Linked DNA regions of Salmo salar: region 1 is linked to region 2. Evidence: chromatin contacts called from public Hi-C data. All regions are on one chromosome and are shown on one strand. Each heading gives the region's core, a stretch centred on a gene start, on an enhancer-like site or on the middle of the called end of the contact. The rest is flanking DNA. Distances are from core to core; before and after follow the strand shown. Region 1 holds the start of csde1 (cold shock domain containing E1, RNA-binding). Region 2 holds the start of slc66a1 (solute carrier family 66 member 1).

Region 1 (4,801 bases), core at 1,640-4,139, 160 kb after region 2:
TGGCCTCATATTCTATACTTTTGCAAGCCATTAGAACAAGTCACTAGAGTTGGCTAGCCAGAACGGTTCCATGTGATGCCACCTACGTTTCTCTCTTTGATGGTGAACTCCACATCGTCGCCGGCCTGTAGGGCCTCCAGGTCACCCTTGAACTCGCTGTAGTGGAAAAATATCTCCTTCACCACGTCAGCCCTCTCAATGAACCCAAAGGCCTCCTACCAGACAACAAAGGGTTATAGATTAGATTATAATCAGGCACATACAGTAGCCAATGTCCAGCCAGGGATCCACAAGGCTCTGCTGTGGCTTTACCTTGGTGGCACAGACAACCCCCTGGCACCTCATCTGTTTCTTCTTTACCAGGACAATGTTGTGAGCACTGACTGCACCAGTGCTGAAACACACAAAATATACCATGAGGAAAAGGCTATGGTAGTATGCAATCAAAACATTTTAAATTGTGAAACAATAAGACACGATTGAAAAACAACTCACTGCTTGTTGGTTTCCATGTAGAAGCTGACTTTGTCTCCCGTGTCCAGGTGCATGTTGCCCTCTATGTCGTCTGGGGTGTAGGTCAGGTAAAACACCTCCTGCGTGGGAAGGAATCCATACTTTACATTACATTGACTACCAGCCTTGTCATGAAAAGTATCTTTCTACAGGCCATTTGACAGTCTTACCCCGTTTCTCTCGTAACACACACTGCCAGTGGGCACCTGCCCCGGTGCAGATTTGCCATCCAGGTGAGTGGGAATCGCTGAGACAACCTAAAAGACAGCAAGAACCGCAGGGGGAGATGGTTAAGAATGGGTTTTTGGGTGATTCAACACGATTGCCTTACTATAAATCAGTGCACCTAAATAAGGAAATTACAATCAATCTTTCTGTGGAAACAAACTGGTTGATTTCAAAAGTATATCAAGAGAGCGAAGGGATACAAGCCTGTTATGTACTGTAGACACTACTGCATGAGATGTGAAATGCTTGAAATGCCAAATTTCTTCATTTGAATGAGTAAAGGCCATTTGAAGAAAAGGCTAATAAAACGTCAATGGCTATCAAAGTATTACAGCCAATCAAACCTACTCAATTTACTGACTTCATTTGTCATTCCTTTGAAAATGAGCCTTCAACTTAATTTAGGCAGAACTTTCTCGAGAAAGATTTTGGCTGTTTTGTTTAAACGTCAAATCTCACCTCCACCACACAACATGTATGTCGAGTACAGTCAAGCCCATTGTAAATCTCCATGGAAACAGATGATATTCCTAGCATTTCAGATAAACAGACCAAGGCCAACATAAATAACCGCAATAAAAATGTGGATTTAAAATCAGAGGGGTGGGGGGGGGGGGGTTGTATTAAGAATGTACGCATCTATGAAACTATTAATAAAGAAAAATGATTTTAAAAGATTTACAATGAGCTTGAACATACACCCAACTGACGAACAAACACCGACATTGAGGTGACAGGGACAAAAACAGAACCAAAAGTAAAATGGTGTTCCTTAACTGGATGAATATAACCATGCAGCACAGTAAAGGGAGAGGCGTGCGAGTCTGGCCCCACCTGGCCCGAGATGCGCTCCTCTGGAAGCACCTCTGGTTTGATCTTAAGCAGCTTCACTGCTATGGGCTTGCCAGTGCGCCTGTCTGAGGACACTTCAAACTCCACATCATCTGGAGGCAGAGGGGAAGAGAGAAGGAAGAAAACAGGTTGTGAGAAAATGTGTGTTCGACACCAAATGCTGACCGGACATTCATGGAGGTCAATCGACTTAAAAGCTACCCACATTAGCTTGAAGAGACCAAGACAGAAATCTGTTGTTACCAATTAGCCCCAAGGATTTTTTGAAGGAATTCTCATTTTTGGCCAGATGAACATTAGGTGGAGTTTCCCCAGACAGATTAATCCTAGTCTCAAGGAGAATTTCATTTGAAAGTGTTTTTTAGTCCAGGATTAATCTGTGTTTGGGAAACCATCCCTAAAAGCTTGTGTTGTTCAGCACAAGGCTGGTGGATGAGACTAGACTACTAAATGACTAGAAGCAGCACTGGACTCTCACCTCCTATCTTGAGCTCCTGCAGGTTGCCGTTGTACTGGGAGCAGTGAAAGAAGAGGCGCGCCTGCCGCTCCGAGCACTGGATGAACCCGTAGGAGGTGAGCAGCTTCTCCACCACTCCTGTCTCCCTGATGCCCGCCGCCGTGCCATTGGCAAAAGCCGTGTGCCCGTTGTTGTGGAGCATGCCAGGGTCAAAACTCATCTGAGCAGAACAAGACATTATTGAAAAAAAGAAAAATCTGACAAAATACAGCTCTGAACATTGAACGAGAGCAGATGTGACTTTATGAGTGGGATTGTGTAAATGCATATGATAGAACAATTCTCTTTCACAAATGAAACTCCCACACGTCAATAAGATCTAATTTACACACAATCCATTAAATTGTGTTTCCTGACTGATGGTTGAACCAAAAGTTTGGAGAGACTAACCAAAAGAGCTTTCTGGTGTTGTGACCATTTCTGTTCTGAATGTCAGTGAGCACAGTAGGCCAACCCCAGATGGTTTTTATGTTGATTCAGACCATTCACTACCAATAAAGGCCACACTGTATAGTTATTTCTAGTTGGCTCAAGAGAATCCTCCACTTCTATTCACTCAGTCACTATTGCAACTAAAATAAACAAGCACCCCTGGATTGACAAAGTTGGGAACATTATACATGCAAAAACAATTGTTATAGGACTTAATCTTTATCCAAACCTACTACAAAACCACTGCATCTCCCATTGACTAGCACAAGGCAACATGAACTGGGTGCTACAATATGACTTCACACAGAACCAAAAGTCCATTAAATGATCTCCCTCAAAGTAATCAAGAGCCACTGCAAAACAAACCATGCAGTTAGCTAACATCCCCCTGGCAGTCATTACCACTGTGGGTGCAACTGATGCGATGCCCACACAACATGCCCACTTACTGATCTCTGATACAGGGGGGTCCGCTTGTGTTTTTTGTGGGAGACAGAGAAGGAGCGGGGGATAGCCACCGCAGAGGTGGAAGGAGCAGTATTACGTGCCAAAGGGGGTTCGGAGTGCACCCTCTCCATATCCAACAATGGGGTCAGGACTGGGACACACTGTTGGGGGGGGGGTTAAAGGGTGATTGGGAGATTCAAATACTTGGCGCTGTGGTTTTGCTCATGAGTTTTCATTCCATTACACTGTAGCTTTCTAGGTCTTTGAAGTTTTCTTACACCAATTGTAAAAGTGAGGGGCAAGTAAAAAAACAGATTGATACTGACCGTGGGAAGCCTAATCCCATAAGAGAAACTCATAAATTAAGTTATTAGCAGAGACCTAGCATCTAGTATTATGGATGGAAATGTATGTGCCGTTTGGCTCTACAACACTAAAATGGGGGGGAATGTCCCTGCGAGGTTGTCTTTGAAACACCCTGCAATAATCAGCATAGCATGATCAGTAAAACGAAAATAAACATTTGCCATTCAACATCTGACGGAATAGAACAAAGCGTTGAGAAAGGTGGTCTTGTAACATTTTAAGTTATCGTTATTGCCTGAAATACTGTTAAAATAAGAGTTAACAGAATCAGAAAGTGCTGATGTGAAAGACAGGTTAGACAGAAGCATGTCTACACAGTAAGATGATAGTGGGTACATGAAGGGTCCCAGAGCAGCCTCATCTGTTAGGTCCCTTACTAGCATAGCATTAATGTCAAAAGTTGAAATTCCCAGTAGTTAGTAGATTGGATGGTCTGTCCTTAAAAGGGATGAATAATCCCATTTGCTGGTTCGATAACTAAGATTCCAGACTAAGCGACATTGAACGGCACCAGCCATCGGGGAAACAGTTTAAAATCAACTCGTCTTACAAACTAGCCTACCTTAGTTTTAAATGAGCTTATTTCAGTCTAGTTATTATTTGGGAAAGAATGTCAAACTGACATTGTCTAAATCGTTTTGTCAAGTTCCTACTGGGCACATTATTTTGAGCATTAACGTCACCTGAGGGGTATACTACAAAGCAGGATCAATGAGTTAACCAGCTGACTTGACAAAGCAGTGAAATTTGAAATGGGCATGGTATAATTGACTCAACCAAAAACACGTTTTGCTTTCGTAATAAACCAGAAACTCAATAGTAATTTCTTCACCTCTGCATCAGAATCCTGCTTTGTAGGTCACGTTTTTTTTTTTAAGTCACCCTTTATTCCCACTTCATGTTACATTACACTCCCATTGTTTTCCTTTGCCTGTACTAGATCACTAAACAAACTTCAGTTTGTTTATATTGCCTACATAAGACAGAAATTGCAGCACTAATCATATCCCACACCACTAATCTCAGGGGGCGTGGGGCATGGCACAAAGCATTTACAGCCTTAAATTGTGGTGGGTAAAAGCTAATTTGAAAGATATCCAAATCCCAACTAACCTTTAGACCACCCTGTAACTGCTTGACTGCACCTGAGCAGAGGCTAGTCTCTGAGCCCCGAGGAATGGAAAGGTAAGGCCAGTCAGAGCAGAGAGAGGCAGGGCAAGGTGGGTGAATGGGTGTTCGATGGGGGGGGAGACGGAGGGAGGTGGTGGGGAAGATGGAACTTACGGATCGGCCGTATGGTGACAGGCTGAGTCCGACGGGGGAGGTGCTGCTCAGGTCAGCGCTAATAAACGCGGCAGGTGGCGACGTGGGCAAGGTAAACTCAACAAAGCCTTTCCAGGGGCTGCCCATATTTTTCCATAAACTCAAGCCAAACTCCACCCCTTT
Region 2 (4,561 bases), core at 1,475-3,974:
AGATAAAAGGTTGGCCAGGGGCCGGAATAAAATCAACAAATCAATTATATTAACATGCACTGATTACACAAAACCCATATTTTACCTTAACACTGTCCACAGTGGTTGACAGCAAGGCCCGCCCCTTAAACCCAGAGAGGACCACATCCTGTTGGGACCCTGACCCAGGTAAGGCAACGAGGCTGGCAGAGAAGCCCAGTATATAGACTACTCCAACTACATTTAGAACCGACCTGTCTGGGTAAAGGAAAAATAAAGCTATTAGTTGTCAATATTGGTAGATGCCGCCTCAGCAAAGTCATCCAACAAAGGGTCACGGTGACAACAATTAAGAAACGAAATAAGAAAAGGTGGTGGTGATGCAAAGTATTGCTGACATCACGAGTAGTATTGCTGACATCACACTAGTTTTGTATGATTCTTCCTCCTGTGTAATGAATGTCTGTTTCTCAACACTAATCCTGGGGACCCTCTGTGTATAGGCTACAGCAGTCTAACCTGACACCCGTCAGGTTCACTGAACTGTTAAATAACAACTGTATGTATAAAAAAAACCTTGCAGCATCCTGGAATGAACATTTGCGTCATGGGCAGAACATAGAACAATGTGGACAAGCCATACCTTGTTCTGTCATGCATGTGTTATACTGTATATTACAAACTGTGGTCCCAGTGGAACAGAGGCCTCAGTTAATAGTCAATGCGTGGAATGTACTCTGACCAATGGCCTTGATTTATTATTGACAAGACAAATCTCACAGCAGCTAATTTCATAGAGAGATCAAATACATTAACAGACAAAAACTCACTGTTATTCATCCTGTGCTTAGATAGGTAATAAAAGTATAATCCCAGCATCAATAAGTCAGCCAGGACATAATACACTGCTGTGTATGTCTGCATGAGAAGGGGGAGAGAGACATGTCAGTGCGGCGGACAAGGGGATATACTAGTTTAAATGCATATTATTACACTTTTTTGTAACATTAAAACATCTTTTCATTAGTATCTTGGGAGTTGACAATTTCAGTTTATCCCTCTATTTTCATGCTTGACAAACATTTATATGGTTATTTAAAGCATTTCAGAAATATTGACTGACCCCAAATAGCCATCACTTACCTGTAGTGGCAGCTGGTCAGCTAAGAATGAGCCTACAAGATTGCAGGAGTCACCCCCCAGCCACAGCAACAGAAACCAAATGGACAAGGCGCTGTCCATATTCCCACTCTTACAAGAGCTGTAGTATTGCCTGTATTCATGAACACAACAAAATAAGAAGACTAAAGGTGTTGTCCATACTTTGGAAATGGGCTGAAATAATGTATTCCCAATCAAGACTTACGGCAGAGAAGAAACCATGAAGCACACTATAGACAGTAGACCCAGGATGACACTGGCCATGTCCCTGGCGTCCTGGGCACATTCCCCCAGCCCTTCCCAAACCCATACCGATCCATTGGGGCATACAGAGCTGAAGTTTCCATCAGTGTTCCATCCAAAAGACCCCCGCTTGAGGACACCATCAGCTGACCCCATATTCAGGCTCATACTAAGCAGAGGGGAAAGGGTTAAACGAACAAGCTAAACAATATAGCTAGCTAAATAAACAACAAGTTGCCGCTTATTCTTTCTATTGACAAAACTTGTTTATAGCTCAGTCTCAAAATGTACTATCTGCTATGGAATTCAGAGTGAAGTCGGTTTGTACTGATAAAGACTTTTCAGCTGGGGACAAACATGTTGCTCGCTGAGTTTTTACAGCTGGCTCTGCTTCAAACGTCTTCCAGGACAACGGTTGTGGTCAAACATTTTTTTTAAGTATCTTACCTGATTCTCGGGCGGTTGTTGATGTGTCCAAGGAGGCACAATGCCTTTTTCAGACGTCTGTTTGCAAAGGTTAGGGAGAAAACTATTTAGCTCAACTGAACTGATTGGAATATGATCTCCAACGTCAGAGTAAAGGCGGAGTTAGGACGACAGATGAAGCCACACCATAAAGATCCGATTAAATTACGTATTCATTCTTCATTTTATGTGTAACAGTTCAATGTAGATATTATGTTTGTAGTATACCTCCGGTCAAAAACAAATCAACTACATTTTAAAAATGTCCAAATCACAGCATAAAATAATAATTTCGAACTAGTTAACCTGCGTTTGTGGGGGACGTTTCTGGAATTTAGGATGCATCTTGAAATAGACAGACACGATGAATATTGTCCTCAAGCTCCTGAAACTTGAAGTTACAGAACAGCGGTAAACTGTGTCCACATGTCACATGTTCGCATCAGATATCAACAGTCCTCGTTACTTAGCCTCATCGATCTGCGTGGCAATTCTGTCATTAGTGTGCAGCAAGCCTCCCTCCCCACGGTCTTCGAAGATCTACAGGCTTTACATTTTTTCATAAAGCTGTGAAAATTAAGATTTATCATGTACATCCGATGTTCGCTGCGGCCGCATATTTCTGCCTGAAACATGCACATTTCCCAGCTATTCTAACGATCGCACGCAAACGACTCGACAGGTAGCCAATTACTCCCATGAAATTGTGACAAATTTAGTGTATTTTGAACAGTATGGCTTACCTCAACACACAAGCTAAAAAAAAAACTGCTCGGCCTCAGCTCGCGGGAGTCTTCGATCTAAACACTGTTGTCAGCTGACCCTGCTCACCTGACTGATGACTCAGCAGAGAACTATGCTTATCCAGAGAAACTGTATATAATGACGAGATGGTGTAGTCTCCTCCCCAAAAATGGGAGTTGTTGTTCCAAAGGCGGGAGGTCTGCTTATCGGGGACATATTTTGACGGGAGCAAACCCTCTTGCTTCCTCTCTGCTCTGAAATCATGTCAGTTTATTCTACCAAATACCTTCCCTATGGCCTATTTTGGTCTGGGTTCAACTATGTCACAAACATGCATCTGACACTGATTTTTGTTTATTTATTTTACCCCCCCCTCCCTTTTCGATCTTTTCTCATCGCTGCAACTCCCCAACGGGAGAGGCGAAGGTGGAATCATGCCCGAAACATGACCCACCTAACCGCGCTCCTTAACACACGCCAGTTTAACCCGGAAACCAGCCGCACCAATGTGTCAGAAGAAACCTTCCCTTATGCACATTCCATGATAGAACGTTCTTAACACTTCCTACCGGCGTGGCAATTTCCGGTCAGTCTAGTTATTATCGACGATATAACGTTATTACCACTATGTCGCAGTTTTTTTACTAGGTGTTTTCAGGACTTGCCTCAAATTAATATTAATGATGTACATCAAATTGTTAAATCAGCCTCCGAGACTCCAGCTAACAAGAATGAAAAGGGGTTCAAGATGTATACCGTTATAGGAAGCTACATAGACAACTATGAAGGTGAGTACCAAGTCAGTGACAGATATAACGTTAGCTAGCTACAATCATTAGCTAGCTAATTTAACTATTAACTGTAGCTAGCAAGTTACTTCGTAAAATTATGTAACGTTGACAGAATCTACCCGAGAATGTGTGTATTTTCGTTAGCTTGGTTAAGTTATGCTTGCTAGGTATATTTGCTAGCTAAAAATAATTGTTATTCATGTCTTCTACACAGTATCTAACAAAGATACATTGACAGGGGAGATCACCGTGAGGGCTGCCTGTCACAGGTCCATGAGAGTAGGGAAAGGTTATAGATAGCTACTAGGGACCTTGTTAAACATCCCCTGTGAGACACCGTCATCATGGTCAAAATGTGTTGGAGACAGTGCCAACGTTTAATCTTATCAATAGATAGATATTAATGATGGGTCCCAATCCCAATTTAGAATTGCCCACTTAACAGGTTATTTGGTAAAGATCTGTTGCTGCAGTGTTTGGTAATTGTGTTACTGAGACACAATGTATTCCTGTATAGTTAAATGAGCCCCTATTTAAGAAGACTAGACACTACTATGTTTGTTATTCATGGGTCGCATCATTCTTGTTTCTCACTTCAGTCTTTCATCACACTTATCTTCACAGATGGTGTTGAAGCACTCCGTACCAGTGGTAGTGGTCCAAAGCCACTGCTCCAGTGTTGCACGAAGTGCTATGTGCAATCATCTGGTGGCCCTTCTTTACCAGACTCAACTAAACATTCCTGCTGCACCACCAGTTCACAGCTGCACAGACACAGAACAGTGTTGGCACAAGCCAAGAACACTTGTGAGTCTATCAATATCCATTAAAAAATGCACCTGAAAAGTATTCAGCCTATGTAACAGTAAATCCTTCTAAATTAGGGTGTGAAGCCAGGTCCGGTTGATGGGATAGAGTTCCGTAAACCTACAAACTCGTGTGCTGATGGAATAAGGTAAGTTGGAGGTTCCTAGAATGGAAACATTTTAGAAAACATTTTCTTGTGATTGTTTTTGTATCCAGATGATAAGCACAAACAGCGGCGTCTTTACGATGTAATGACACATTTTGGGACAAAGACTGGGGGGAAATATATAATCTATAAATCTGTATTTTAATTCATTTTATTTGAACTTTCAGGCTTGTGCTGTTTCTGGAAACTTTACATGAGTCTTTGT

Evidence for each region. Hi-C and Micro-C count contacts between places; a contact is called where the count stands out from the background.
Region 1: a contact with region 2 is called in a Hi-C map of muscle, with 3 times the contacts expected there. The contact joins the promoter of csde1 here to the promoter of slc66a1 in region 2. A contact is called at or near these places in 2 of 3 Hi-C or Micro-C datasets (gill and muscle).

What each region holds. Positions count from the first base shown.
Region 1 is chrssa15:80,135,837-80,140,637 of Ssal_v3.1, forward strand. csde1 (cold shock domain containing E1, RNA-binding) reads right to left here and starts at 2,890. Exons shown (of 18, transcript NM_001173622.1): 1 at 2,072-2,890; 2 at 1,519-1,685; 3 at 684-770; 4 at 496-593; 5 at 313-394; 6 at 87-215. The coding sequence starts at 2,378.
Region 2 is chrssa15:79,974,233-79,978,793 of Ssal_v3.1, forward strand. It overlaps slc66a1 (solute carrier family 66 member 1), which reads right to left and starts at 2,725. Exons shown (of 9, transcript XR_001321045.2): 1 at 2,592-2,725; 2 at 1,831-1,887; 3 at 1,346-1,552; 4 at 1,123-1,252; 5 at 810-897; 6 at 86-237.